Regions from separate parts of the Mus musculus genome. Here all the other regions are linked to region 2. The links are chromatin contacts, called in public HiChIP or PLAC-seq maps. All regions are on one chromosome and are shown on one strand. The core of a region is the stretch at or near the end of the contact, and the rest is flanking DNA. Distances in the headings are between cores, read along the strand shown.

What was found. HiChIP or PLAC-seq counts read pairs in DNA pulled down with a chosen protein or histone mark.
Region 1: a contact with region 2 is called in an H3K4me3 HiChIP or PLAC-seq map of craniofacial prominence, with 2.9 times the contacts expected there. The contact joins the promoter of Dchs2 here to the enhancer-like site in region 2. A contact is called at or near these places in 18 of 39 promoter capture datasets (the 3T3-L1 cell line, the C10 cell line, cranial neural crest and 8 more), 6 of 15 datasets of contacts at CTCF or cohesin (embryonic stem cells, hippocampal excitatory neurons, large pre-B cells and 3 more), 119 of 484 Hi-C or Micro-C datasets (the 63-12 cell line, B cells, the Ba/F3 cell line and 66 more), 26 of 115 datasets of contacts at active chromatin or transcription factors (the 230-238 cell line, astrocytes, craniofacial prominence and 14 more) and 5 of 9 other capture datasets (adipose tissue, embryonic stem cells, embryonic tail and 2 more).
Region 3: a contact with region 2 is called in an H3K27ac HiChIP or PLAC-seq map of vascular smooth muscle cells, with 8 times the contacts expected there. The contact joins two enhancer-like sites. A contact is called at or near these places in 5 of 484 Hi-C or Micro-C datasets (the C2C12 cell line, embryonic fibroblasts, myocytes and 2 more) and 1 of 115 datasets of contacts at active chromatin or transcription factors (vascular smooth muscle cells).

What each region holds. Positions count from the first base shown.
Region 1 is chr3:83,126,211-83,128,944 of GRCm38.p6, reverse strand. Dchs2 (dachsous cadherin related 2) reads right to left here and starts at 1,418. Exons shown (of 20, transcript NM_001357165.2): 1 at 1-1,418. The coding sequence starts at 997. Gm10710 (predicted gene 10710) reads left to right here. Exons shown (of 1, transcript NM_001358023.1): 1 at 1-2,734. The coding sequence starts at 859. The coding sequence ends at 1,383.
Region 2 is chr3:83,287,226-83,289,925 of GRCm38.p6, reverse strand. The region is part of intron 10 of Dchs2 (dachsous cadherin related 2); the gene reads right to left. Among named protein-coding and RNA genes, the nearest start is that of Gm10710, 160 kb to the right of the region's middle. Within about 2 kb of position 1,340, at least 59 of the 459 cell types and tissues checked have an H3K27ac peak or open chromatin away from gene starts, as enhancers often do. A contact at or near this core is called in the C2C12 cell line, brain, craniofacial prominence and 9 more, where this site is marked.
Region 3 is chr3:83,445,070-83,447,769 of GRCm38.p6, reverse strand. No RefSeq gene overlaps it. Among named protein-coding and RNA genes, the nearest start is that of 1700028M03Rik, 130 kb to the left of the region's middle. Within about 2 kb of position 1,394, at least 63 of the 459 cell types and tissues checked have an H3K27ac peak or open chromatin away from gene starts, as enhancers often do. A contact at or near this core is called in the C2C12 cell line and vascular smooth muscle cells, where this site is marked.

The DNA of each region.
Region 1 (2,734 bases), core at 169-2,668, 160 kb after region 2:
GCCCACCACCTGCGCTCGCCACGGGCACTTGCCGCTCCCGGATACTGTAGCGTACCAAGCCATTGGGGCCCAAGTCGCGATCAGTAGCACGCACGCGACAAACCTCAGAGCCCGGCTGGGCGTCCTCACGTACTGTGGCGCGGTACTCGCCCTGCTCGAAAACTGGCGGGTTGTCGTTCTCATCCAACACACGCAGCTGCACGTGCAGGAGGCCGGTGCGCCGAGGGCTGCCACCGTCCCAAGCTTCAATGTGCAGCTCGTGCGCTGCCGCCGCCTCTCGGTCCAAGCGCCGCAGCAGCACCAAGTCTAAGGGTTCCAGCGGTGATGAGGACACCGGCAGGGAAGGCGACGCCGGTAACCCCGGCGTCCCATAGCGCAATTGGAAGAAGGGTCCTGTGGGATCCTGGGGCATGTCAGAAGCTTGCAGCAAAGTGTAGCCCTGGATGCTGAACAGTCCCGCGTCCGGGTCCTGGGCTCCTGGCAGGCGGAACGCTGTCCCGGGCGGGCTGAGTTCGGACACGTCCAGCTGCAGGGAGTCGCGGGGAAAGCGAGGGGAATGGTCGTTCACGTCGTTGACGCGGATCTCCACCTGTACCACCTCTCCCAACAGCGTGGCGGCCACGAAGCTATAGTGGTCCTGTCGCTCGCGGTCCAGACGCCGAGCGGTGCGGATGATACCAGTGTCCGGGTGCACGTGGAAGTCGTCCAGCAGCGGGGAGTCATCCGAGTCCTCCGAAAGAAAAAAGCCATTCCCATCCTGTTGCTGAGCTGCTGGCAACCCCGCGCGAATGTCACCCACCAGTGTGTCTGGGGGCAGCCCCTCGTCCACCGAGAGGCTGAGGTTGAACACCTGGGCAGATGAGCCCGAGGCTGCCCACAGCCAGGCGTGGACGAAAAGCCGGAGCAGGGAGCTCTGCGCCCCGGCGCCGCGGGGCCGCCCACGGGGTGACCCAGCCGGCTGACGCCCTTCACCCATCCTTCGCCCAGCAGGGCTCATTTCTCCTCCAGCTCTTTAGGAAGAAGGCTCCGGCTAGCTGCCAGCTTGTATTGGGATCTCAGAGCAACCCAGGAGCCTCTTCAGTATTAAGCCAGGGAAGAAAAGACTTTGGCAAACAAACGAAAAGACCCGGGAGTTCCCAAGGTGGCATCTGCAACTGGTGCAGACGTCCTCTGGCCGCAGCTCACGCAGGCGGGGGCGGCTCTAGCTGCCTCTGCCTCCGCGGCCACCTCTCCAGCCTCTGGATGTCTTTAAGGGAGTCCCATCGCTTTTTCTCTCTTCTTCTATTCCTTTTACATCTGTTCCTTGTTCTGCTCGGCTGGCTGTTTCCCCCTGGTAAAGTCAGGTGCATTATTTCTTTTGCCAAAAAGGAGGAAATTATTTAAAGCGCGCACACGGAGAGGAAGGGGATCCGGCCGGGAAGGGGGTGGAGAAAGGGCGGGGAGGCCGAGGGGGCGCGGGGCGGGAGGAACGGTGGGAGGGGCCGCTCGGGCAGCAGACTGCTACAGGGGCGGCCGCTCCCCCACCCACCCCACTCCACCTCCCGCGTCTCCCGGCGCTGGGGACTCCGTGGAGCCCCCTCTGACTGGGCCTCCTACTCCTTAGTCCCCTCCCCGTGCGTGATGCGGCTCGCACCGGGATGAATTCCAACCTGCGAGCCTCGGTTCTGTAGAAGGACTAAAAAACGGCTAGCCGGATGGACACGCAGCCCCAGACAGTGACGCTGATGGGGTTGTCTGGCTTGGCTTTGCGTGCAAAGTGTACTGGGTTAGGGAAGAGGCCAGTAGCTTGCCCCTAAGCTCGCTCTCTCCATCCTCAGAACAGCCCCTGCAGCGAGCCTGCCCATGGCTCCATGTAAGGTGGGGGTTATATGGTCACTTTAAGGAGACAAACTTGTGCTCTCTATTTGGCGAGAGAACCCCACCTCCTCAGCGGAAGGACAGATGGAGTCAAAAGGAGATGCACAGCTGGGGCCAGTTTGACTGTAAAGCAGGGAAGGCGGAACTTGGAGAAAAAAAAAAGAAGAAGAAGAAAGGAGAAAGAAAACTTCCAGAAATCCCGAAAAAATCTGTGACACACATGGCACGCTTTATTATGCCGAGCTACTATTTAGCAGCGTGCTAGTGTCTTGTCACTCCCCTCTGCCACCTGTGATGACAACAATGGATGGAGCTTGCGGACCTTTTTAGGCATCCAGCGCCATCATACCTGCCAGCATATTTTATGATGATGATTTATGTGCGGATTGACCTTGTGGCATAAGCCCCAGCACACGGCTTTACCTCCAGCCCTATGAGAAGAACCTTGCAGGGATCTGATAGCTCTTCCAAAGTAGCTTAGGGTTGAATCCAAAGACAATTCACCTCAGCCTGTGTAGTCTCGGGCTTCTCTCCTGCTATCCACAGCTATAGATGGAAACTGACAAATGGCCTCTAATAAAGTATGCTCCACCAGAGGAGTCTGCTCTCTTGAGAGCGGCCAGCCATATGTAGCAAAAGGTTTCTGCAATTTTGCATTTCAGCCAGAAGGAAGAATTAATTTCCTAGATACTGTTCTGTGCTAGGGGGAGACCAAAAGGCCAGCATACAGTTCCCCAGAAACCCCAGTGAAACGCCTTCTTATATTGAGTGGCCTATGCATGCCATTGCTAATTAGCAGCCACACCAACCTGTACCCCTGAAAAAATAATAATCAAATGATTTTCTTGGCAGTGTTGTATGTAACCAGAGATGCTAT
Region 2 (2,700 bases), core at 91-2,590:
GAGCCTTGCTTTCTCCATTGAGTGCTTACATTGTATGTCTGGCTACCACAAGAATCTGGGCTAAAAGAAAGCAAAATATACTAAATCCGGGTCTATAGTGTAGAAGGGAGATAGTCAACAAATACAACAAAGTCCGAGTTTAGACCAAAGTTTTAACAAAGACAATCTCAGTGTGAGATAATGACTGGTCCTTACACATTTCCCCCTTTCTCTAAGTGCATTTATAGTTGGAATCCATATAGAGAAAAATCGACATAGTGTGGGTCAACCAAACACCAACAAAAGGTCAACAGGACATTAGTAAGATGTTAGCAGAAGTAGACTAACCCTATACAAAGCATGTTACGTTGTTTCCTCTAGCAACGGCCTCAGATTGAGAAGTTCAAGATCTTACATTCCCAATGGCCTAAATTGAAAGTTTCTGGAATCAGGAAGAGAACAAATAAGACTGGGTGGCGCCAGGATCCTATAGCTTTCTAATGCACCGCTGGGCTGGACTGAACCTAAAACCAGCAAGGGCTGTTGGTAAAGATTCAGAAAGCAGACTGATGAGCAACTACAGCAGAGTTCCTGTGAGCAATCGGTGGATATCTGCAGCAGTAGATGGCCAGAGGAAATACATCTTCATAAAGAAAGTGACATTATGCTTGCCCAGCAGGAGCGATACCATGATCAAGAAGTTGACAATAAAAACTTAATAGTCAGCCCTATTGTCTGCTATTGAGAGAAGATATTTAAAACTGCCATATATTTGAATATTTTAGTATCTAGGGATGGGGATGAAGCTCATGATAGACCACTTGCCTAAGATGTGCCAACCCCTGGTTTCATGCCCAGATAGTGATAACAATGATAATAAAGATAATTTAGCCTCTTGATTTAATGGGCGTGTGTACGACTTCTCTTGAAAAGTGTACACAATGGCTCTTATGAGGAGAACACGGAGTACTCCAGAGTCGGAGAGGCGAGGAATTCCTACTTAATGTCTGCCTTTTGTTCTAAAACTTTTCTCCTACATTTTACATATCTGATGTTAGATGCATATCATGAGAAGTGGTGTCCGAATTAGAGTCAGGGAAGTACTGTGCTTTCCCCTGACTCCAAGACTGGGTTTGAAGGGCACAGCTGTACCTCACACACAGAGAAATTCCTGTCAGGGTACTGCAGTACCTTGCACAAAGAGAAAGTCCTGTCTGGAGACCATATGTAGTTTCTTCAGGATGGCACTGGGTACAGAGGACATTTGCACAGAATAGAAACTCCCATCTTACTGACCAATGCACTGTTTTGCTAAGGTGTCACATTTCACCACTACTGAGCAAGTGCCATAACCCCAAAGCCATCTGCCCTGCGAGGTGCCTCTTCCTCCGGGGAGCCAGAGGCAGCCACAGTCAGCTCTATGCACTAACAATGGAGCTCTTGTTATGGAACCAAATACTGGGAAAATTTTAATACCTCAGTTAAAATCTAGTAGTTGTTTTTTTTTTCTCCTTTTAATACAAGAAAAAAATCCTGCTAGATTTAGAGTGAGTCACACAATATAAACATTCAAATCCCTTTGGACTTCGAATGCCAAACAGCACTGAGTGGTTACGTTTCAAAAATCTGCATTCTAGAATGCCAGAACACATATGCTCAGCTCTCTGGTATTAAGTAACACTATAGTATTTCTTTAATACATACTATAAAGTAAACCATTCATAAATTCCAACCCGATGCCAGTTATGTTAAAATCCCAAGTACGTCATTTAATTCTCATGCATAATCCTGTTCCATTCTTTTAACCCACTAAGTGCAAAAAGAAGAAAAAGAAAAGGAAAGGGGAAAAACACAAAAAGAAAAAAGATCCAGAAGAAATATATTCAAATACACACACACACACACACACACACACACTCATATGTATTTACAAAAACACCTGCTTAATCGCTTAACAGATCTGGCTTCATTAAAAACACAGTAAATACAGTACTTGTATGAAATTCTCCAAAAATATTTTTAAAATTTTTATCAATTTGATAAAAAAAGAAAACAAAAATCTTTCAGTAATCCAAACCATCTCCAAGACATGTAAGATGAGATGAAGTTTGGGGGGGATGTTAAGTTGTACTTTAAACATCCACAAGTGTAAAGCTGCAAAAGTAATAACTGTACATCTGAATTTTCAGTTGTATTTTTGATGTCTATAATGATAAGGTTTCAACTCAAAAGAAAGTAACTACACAGCAAAGAAAGAAAAAAGAAAAAGAGAGGGGGGCGAGGGAGGGAGGGAGGGAGGGAGGAAGGAAGGAAGGAAGGAAAAAGAAAGAAAGAAGGAAAGAAAGAAAGAAAGAAAGAAAGAAAGAAAGAAAGAACGAGAGAGAGAGAAAGAAAGAAAGAAAGAAAGGAAGGAAGGAAGGAAGGAAGGAAGGAAGGAAGGAAGGAAGGAAGGAAGGAAGGAAGGAAGAAAGAAAAAGTAGACAGATTTGCATATGGCAGTCTTGTTAATACTTTCAGAGAGGGGGGTAGAAATTTTTTTTCATCTTTTCAAATATAAAAGAAAAAGAAATGCCTGTATATAGTAGAATCCTGTACAGGCAATAAAATTAACGAAGTGTGGCCAAGGGGGAAAAAAAGATTGCAGGCTGCTAAGCTGCTCATCAGCAGTGTCTTCAGCCTACGCGATCCTTCGGAGGCTCCTGCTGATGGTTACAGCAGCAA
Region 3 (2,700 bases), core at 145-2,644, 160 kb before region 2:
TTTCTGAAAGTCATGAGTCTAATGTAGGAGGCAATTTCAAACTCCTGATTTGATGACATGTAAGAATTAGGGGGTGATTTGAGCATTAAAGAATGATGAGCTGTACCTAGGACCCATGTGACAGCAACAAAGTGTGACAACGCAGTGTTTTCTTCAGCTGAGCAAAGCATTGGGATCAGTGAGAAGGGGTAGAATGGTTTGGCCATGGTACTCAGAGATCCTAGCAGGAGGGACTCCAAGGTGCTACCAGGAACAAGCCTGAAATGACCATGTGGCTCAAATTGGTTGAGCAAATGACACTTAGAGTTTAGAAGCAGACAAACCAGAGGTCCATCACATAGAATAAAATCTATGCTGAAACTGTATTACAAGGGTTAATTTAGGAGATAGGTTGGGAGGTAATTAAGATAAAAGCGCTATTGTTGAGAATGATGTTAGTGATCTTGAACATGAGAACTAAGCAAGTGCAATGACATGGACCTATACCTAGGAATTCAGGAGACCAAGGCAGAGGGATTATGAGTTCAAAGCCAACCTAACCTACATAGCAAAACTATCTCAAGAAAGAAATGGGGGTGAAATAAAGGAGAGGTTCAGTGATATTTATACTTTGTTCTGTCACATGAGAACACAGTTAACTGACATCATTTATGAAACAGAAAACTGCTCTCACAAGACTTAATTTGGGTGCCTTAAGTCTTGCTCTACTTCCAGAAGTGTAATAAATAGTTTCTGTTCTCTTCATCTATGCAACACAGAGTATTTCATCAAAATCATCCCAATGGACTAAGATAGAATATCTCTAGGCAGTGGCAACACTGGATCATGAATCATAGCCTTGAAAGTACACTTCTGTAGAGAAATAATGGAAATGGTCACAGGACTATGAAGCTGAGGAGATGGTTTAAACATGGTTGTCCTTCAACTAGAATGCCAAGACTTCTGGTTGAAGACACAGTCTACGTAGACACCAGACCCTGGGCTCCTTGGAAGTTGCTGCCATTGTTGGTGTTTAAAGTATTTGTTGCTACTTTTTTGGTTAGTAGTGATTTTAAGGACTTGGTGTTGTCAAAAACACCAGCAGAGAAGACCAACATGCTGGTCCTGTGCAGACACTGCTAAGCATCTGGGGCAGTACAGAGCCTGCCCTTGCCCTTGGAATTGGCGCAGAGGAGGGTTGCTTTGGCGCTGCCTTTGACTTATTCATGTAACGTTGGACTTCATAACAACCTTTCCGGGCTCCTTATCTATGAAATGTGAATCTTGGCTTATGCGGTTTCCCAGGAATTTTCTGGCTCCATTTCACATTCAGTTTCAGCAGAATGTTGGTTTCTAACCTTTCCCAGGCTGCTGTTGTTTAGCTTAATTGCTAGCCCTCCACAGACTCCATGCTGCCTGACCTCACCCTCAGATTACTCTTTCTCTCCACTTAGAGATAACAGCCTCAACTACCTCAGGATAATTCTACCAGCTGCCAAAACTATTTCCAAAATGCAAACTTGTGGCCGCTGACTCATGCACTGCAGGGAGGCACTGCAAACCTTGGGAGCAAAGCCAGGAAACGGGCCCTTTAGATGTCTTGTGTGAGTCAAAGGAGGAAGAGACACACCATTAAAGCTGCCACAAGTGTCACTTCTAAAATGTAAGAAGTATACATGGCCCCTGCAGTTGGGTAACTTAAAACGGAAAATATGTAAGCACAAAAACATTATCTGTACATCATTCTGCAAAGATGATAAATACATGGTTTAGGTGTCAACAGATATGATCCAAGAACACGCTGCCAAGACCAAGTCTAGCTGACAACACGTATCTAGAATTCAAGTATGGAAGTCCAACATCACAGGAATGAATGAGATGTGGGGGAAAAGAGTGGGGGTACAAAGACAGACACCATCAGTGCTGCATTAAGTGGGCACCCTTTTCTATAGAGCCAGACGAATAGGAAGCGATGAAGGCACAGAGTGAATGAGTCAGGGAACTAGGCAAGTGAAGCCACATAGTACTACAGAAATTGCAGGCCAGTGAAGAAAATGACAGTATAAAGAGCAACAGGTTCTAGAGATGCCCATTCAGAGGAGGAATTGGAGACTGGATAGAAATCAGGAGAGAATAAGGCTTCATCTGTGGTTTAGCAATAGAGAAGAATTTATTGGAAGCATTAGATTAGAAGTGGGCATAGCAGATGGAGCTTGAAGCTGCAGAGAAAAGAGACCACACCGAGAGGCACAGGAATAGGAGAGGGAGGAACATTTTTGAAGTTGAAACTAATACACAAGCGCATATATTAAAGTGGATGTTACAGTGTTTTATATCATGCCAGTGCTATGTGTTGAATGTGAACTGTTCTTAACAAGCTTGTGATACGATTCTGAAAGGGCCTGGGTCTTCAGGACATGGGATCTATCTGGTGGTAGTGGGGCAAACCTTATGGGTAACATATAGTATGGGTAACATACATCAGCTTTCAGACAAGCTAGCCCTATTTTTCTTTTGGACCACTAAGTTGTGAGGAGGCCTGGTGACAAGCCTTGGTCACTTTGAACTACATCCTACCTCCTCTGCCAGGATGCAATGTATCCTCTTAGAACATGAGCCAATGTTTTAGGTATTTTGTCCCAGTGACAAGAAATGTGACCAGTATAGACATAGCACATGGGGACGTGTTTCTCAGCATGCCAAGCAGAGGAAAAGCAGAAA